Regions from separate parts of the Danio rerio genome. Here region 2 is linked to region 1. The links are chromatin contacts, called in public HiCAR-type maps. All regions are on one chromosome and are shown on one strand. The core of a region is the stretch at or near the end of the contact, and the rest is flanking DNA. Distances in the headings are between cores, read along the strand shown.

What was found. HiCAR-type assays count read pairs that join an accessible place to other places.
Region 2: a contact with region 1 is called in a HiCAR-type map of caudal fin, with 10 times the contacts expected there. The contact joins the promoter of arpc5la here to the promoter of olfml2a in region 1. A contact is called at or near these places in 6 of 18 Hi-C or Micro-C datasets (caudal fin, embryo, hematopoietic stem cells and 1 more) and 4 of 4 datasets of contacts at active chromatin or transcription factors (caudal fin, embryo, gastrula embryo and 1 more).

What each region holds. Positions count from the first base shown.
Region 1 is chr8:49,724,344-49,727,251 of GRCz12tu, forward strand. olfml2a (olfactomedin-like 2A) reads left to right here and starts at 1,639. Exons shown (of 8, transcript NM_001126472.1): 1 at 1,639-1,877. The coding sequence starts at 1,800.
Region 2 is chr8:49,896,463-49,899,519 of GRCz12tu, forward strand. arpc5la (actin related protein 2/3 complex, subunit 5-like, a) reads left to right here and starts at 1,464. Exons shown (of 4, transcript NM_200578.2): 1 at 1,464-1,789. The coding sequence starts at 1,650.

The DNA.
Region 1 (2,908 bases), core at 389-2,888:
TAATCTTTAGGGTGTAATTTGTAGGCTATTTATTTGTTTTAAACGACTTAATAAAAAGAGTATTAAAATAAAATGTTTGCGATTTTTAGGAATTTTCAGACATTTGTTTTACAAAAACAAAAATGTAAAATAAATAATATCATAAATTGGACAAAAATAATATTCGTAAAATATATAAATAAAAAATAGTTCATTCATTTAATTTCTTTTCGGCTTAGTCCCTTTATTAAATAGCGGTCGCCACAGCGAAATAAACCCCCAACTTATCCAGCATATGTTTTACGCACCGGATGCCCTTCCAGCTGCAACCCATCACTGGGAAACACTCAGACACTCTCATTCACACGCACACTAAAGACAATTTATCTTACCCAATTCAGCGCATGTCTTTGGACTGTGGGGAAGTCCGGAGGAAACCCACGCGAACACGGGGAGAACGTGACAGAAATACTGACTCAGCACAGGGTCGAACCCATTTAATATCAAAAATGCGGCAAAAAATATTATTTGAAAATTTTTAAGCTTAAGCTGCATTATTATTATTATTGTTATTATTATTTGTGTTATAGACACAAACAATGATAAATGAAAAAAGTATATATCACAAATGGTACTGAAGTATTATTTGGAAAATATTTAGTTTCTTTTAAGTTACATTATTATTGTTGTTATTTTCAGCATATGTATGTAATAAATATACTTACTTCTTTGTGTCTAATGGATATTTATTTGTTTTAAACGATTCAATGAAAAACTTTAATAAATTAAAATGGTTATGATATTATTTGAGAAAATTATCAAATTAATATATAATTATCATATATAAAAAAGAATATATTATATATGTCATATTTATTTTTATCTAATTTTGGATAATTTATTTTAATCAAATTAATTCAATCTTTTGTATACTTTTAATGCTAATAATTTACTTTTAATTATAATAATTTAATAAAATAATAATTTTCGTAAGCTTATTTAATTTTAATTTGTTTGTTTACCATAATAAAATGTTCAGTAACTTTATTTATTTCTATATAAATAAAAAATAAATATTTCAATGTTTTATTTCTTATTATAATGATGGCCTTTAAAAACAAAAGAAAAAAGGAAAAGAAAAGAAAAGGAATTTACATTTAAGATTTTACTCATTCTGTGGACGATTTTATAACCATTAACCGAGAGAGGGCGCTAGATAACAGCTAAAAACCTAACCTAAAGTTCTTTGCTTTAAGGTCTCCTGAAAACATGAAGCGCATATCCACAAATTCAAGCATTAACAACATCGACAGGCTACATTGTTATCACTGACAATACCATAGAAGACTACATCAAATAGAATCATCTGCCTTTAATTTGTGTCTACAGCATTACCTCCAAATGTACTTCTCATAATAACTATTTTTTATTATAGAAATATAATTACAGTGGTCGTCGGTCACTTATAAATGTCCCTGGAAAGAAAAGCTACACATCAGCACAACACATAAATGTCTCAGTGGTACAGAAGTGGTGCCAGTGTTCCTCCGCCTTGCACATAGTGTGAGAGAGGATGATGGTGATGGTGATGGTGGGCGTTCATCATCTCACATCTAAGCGGAGTTGAAGCTGAAGCTGCTGCGCGTCACAACCCACACACACACACATACACTCATAACTCTGCGTGACCTGTAATCATGGAGCCCTAAACCTGTGTTCTGGAGGATCTAGACTCATAATACCAGACTGAGCTTACAGGTGCCTTCAGAGACGCCAAATTATACCATCAGGTGGAAGCTGTGCAGGACTTCGATTAGTTGATGAAAAAAATGTGGATCTACGCAAGTGTTTTAACTTATCTGCTTCTTTTGACCAGAGATGCAAGATCTTTGAGTAAGGTAAAGAGATTTTCATGTTTACATCGTATTTCGTACAATTGCATTTACGCACAGCGTGTGTGTTTGTATTTGTGTGTTGCCAAATACGGTTTTGCAATTACCTGTTAGTTAAATTATTTCATCAGTTGCGTTTTTTTCTTTTTTTTTCCGCCCATTTATCTGTGATTATTGCAATTTGTCTTATGGCATTCGTTCGTTGCACATGATGTTTTTGGCAGATTTGAAGACAAATCCTGCCAATTTAAGCACAGACAACATTTTCTTGGTTTTGTAATAGTTCTGGATGGATGAGAGAGTTATTGGTGTTTGTAGGATTCGTGAGATTTTGAAACGAAGTTCATCAGGGGATTTTGAAATGACGTGTTCGGTAATCAGTGTTAATGAAACATGAAATTCCACGAGGTCAAATGTATAATGTTAATCTGTCTTAATAAAGGATGAGGGAAACGTGAAATCTAAATCATTTTTGCACTGTAAAAATTGGATCTAAAATAATCTAATAAAATAAAAATAAATAAATAAATAAATAAGTAAATAAATAAATAAATAAAGTGTGTTGTTTACAGTTAAATTCAGAATTATTAAACCCCCTTTGAATTTTAAAAAAAAATATTTTCTAAATGATGTTTAAGAGAGCAAGGACATTTTCACAGTATATCTGATCATATTTTTTCTTCTGGAGAAAGTCTTATTTGTTTTATTTTGGCTAGAATAAAAGCAGTTTTAATAATAAAAAAAACATTTTAAAGTGCAAATTATTAGCCCCTTTAAACCTTTTCTTTTTTTCCATTTGTTTACAGAACAAGCCATCTTCATACAATAACTTGCCTATGATTGCTCTAACCTGCCCAGTTAACTTAATTAACCAGTTAAGCCTTTAAATGTCACTTTAAGCTGTATAGAAGTATCATAAAAATATCTAGTAAAACATTATTTACTGTCATCATGGCAAAGATAAAATAAATCAGTTATTAGAAATAAGTTATTAAAACTATTATGATTAGAAATGTTTTGAAAAAAATATCTCAGTT
Region 2 (3,057 bases), core at 214-2,713, 170 kb after region 1:
CTTTAGAGAATTGATGTGAAGTTGGGTTTCTATAAACCGCTAGAGGCATATAATGTTGTTAAATAGATTTCTAATCTTTTTGTATGAAAATTTACTTTCTTCAAAATCCCAGACTTCTATTAACACAGGATGAACAGTTGGGGTTACAAGGGTAGAATAATTATTGTGGCTGTTATTTTTGCACAACAAAAATAATAGCATACAATAAATGAGGAATATAATGCTTACATTTTTTTTCACATCAAATGAAAAAATCAGTAGAAAAAATAAATAAATAAATAAATACAATTAAAGGGGATAAATAAATGACAAATGAGTCACATAAGAAAAAGATTTCAAATTAATTTTTTTATGTGTCTTTCAGGGTTTCGATATAATGCTTAAGATTAATTGTGAACAAAAAAAAATATTTTAGGCTTAACATTGGACCATTTTTGTTTGTGTACATGGTACTTCCCATAAATTATCATTAAATAATAAACTAATTTTGCTCCAAAGTTTTGCTCTTATTATTGTATATCAAAACAGCATCTTTACAAGAAAACTGAATTTTTAATTTTGTAAGTTTGAATATAAGATATTCAACATCGAACGAAAACATTTGGGTATATGTGCATTCAAAAAAACAGGTGTTTTATCGATTCCTCCTCTAATTTACAAAACGTGCACGTAGATTCCATGTCTCTAAAAAATATTTTAACAACTTGTTTCACTGGATAAATTAAATTAGTTTATTTGTTACTTCTTTAACTTTATTGGTGAGACAGTATTTACTAGGTTCTAAACTTTTTTCCACTAAATCTGCTCAAATAAGGAATTCCAAAAAGATTAGCATTTAGGCAACAATGTGGTTCTTATTTGCAAAATATTATTGCAAATTATTTAGCAGTTATGGGGATCATGTAATAATTGAGACATTCGCAATAAGTAAAAAGGTGTCCATTACTTTTGAATAACGTTAACTGTCTCACCAATATAATATCATTATTGTACCAATTTCTATAAAATAATAATTTATTTTTAAAGGTTATAATTTGTTGTTCCGTTGTTCCATATTACTGATTTACAATTGAAGTCAGAATTATTAGCCCCCCTGAATTATATATATATATATATATATATATATATATATATATATATATATATATATATATATATATATATATATATATATATATATATATAATTTATATATTTTCAGACATTCTGTGAAAATTTCCTTGCTCTGTTAAACATCATTTGGGAATTATTTCAAAAAGAAAAAGAAAATCAAAGGTGGGGGGAGGTTAGGGGGGCTAATAGTTCTGACTTCAACTGTATGTGGAGGGTGGAATATTTCAGCAAAGCCATCGAACTCCCATCGCTGCATCACAGGAAACGGAAACTCCGTGTCCCAAGCGTAACTATGCTGTGTAATTCCGCTTCCGCCCCAGTCGGGATTTTCGTCCGCTCTGCAGGAATGTGTGGTGGAGATGCTCGGGCCGGTGGAGAAGGAACAGCCGCACCTTCCTGCTGACAGATGAACCTTCGACCGGCGGCGGCCCGTGCCTGAGGGAAGCGGACACACGCGCGCACCCCACCCGTCCCGCCACCGCGCTTTCCCGGACTCCCCCAACCGATAGATCGACTGATTAAAGCGGCTCCTCCTCATGGCGAAAAACACCCTGTCCTCACGGTTCCGGGGAGTCGATATCGACGAGTACGACGAGAATAAATTCGTGGACGACCAAGACGAGGCGGCCGAGCAGCAGGGACCGGACGCGTGTGAGGTGGACGATCTCATCAGGCAATATCCTTCAGAATATTTGTGCTTATTTACTCCTTATGCTGATGGAAAAATATGTAGAAAATTAGTCTGGGGGAGGTTATCTCTTATTGGGTCATCCATAAACAACACTGTCCTGATTTAGATGTTCCTCGTACATTATTGACGCTTTAGGTTTGGAGAAATTGAGGAATAGACATTTATTTGACAGGTGTATCGTTAGTTATTTTGTTTTGTGCTGTTCCTATTAAGAAGTAGAATAATACAATTTTTTGCTGTTAAATATTATAAAGTGTATACTTATATTATTGTTTGTTTAAATATTTTCAGTAATATTTAGGTTTGTTTTTATTTTCGGTTTAGTTCACTCCAAATGATATATCAATTCTTACTTAAATACAAAGATGTAATATAAATTAATTAATGGTTAAATTAAACAAACTAAAGTATAATGTTGCATGATTTGTTTTATACTTAAGTGCTGCTTTAATATTTATATATATATATATATATATATATATATATATATATATATATATATATATATATATATATATATATATATATACACACACACAATAAAAATATTTAGTTTTAAAGTGCATTTACCTATTTTGCCATACAATAAGTTTTTCTTGCATGCACTGAATCTTTATAGTAGTAAATTAAATATATATTTTTAAAAATGGTTTATAGGTTTTATTTTTTTATTAGGATATTTTGCTAGTTTCAGTTTGGTTTGCTTCTATTTTGTTTATTTTGTTGTTATGTTAATTTATGAGCATTTCCAGCATTATGGATGTGACATTTGCAGTAAAAACTCAACACATAAATTCAAAGAGAAAGTACATGTTAACATTATATTGAAACATCTTATTATATTTTCCAGAGCAGCTAACCACAGAGTGATGAGATCAGAAAGATATCAATCTGTAAACATGTTTTGTACTTTAAATGAGGAAAATAAACATGCGTTGAGGATGTGACCAAAAAATTCAGCAAGTTTACAGTATACAACATACTTTGTAGAAGAAGAAATTCTATTGAATTAAACTGCACAACCCAAAAGAAGTAATGTTAATCAAAAGGAGAAGAGTTGGCTCACTACAGAGCAACCATGATTGGTTTAAATTTATTTATTTATTTATTTATTTTTTACATTTTTGCATTTATGAGGAAAAAGTGCCTTTATGGATGTGATGTCTCTCTGCTATGGAAGTGACATGTAAAATGTCCACTTGTGTGACTTTGGTAAATCAAATTCTAATAGTTTGAAAACACTGACAGAGACA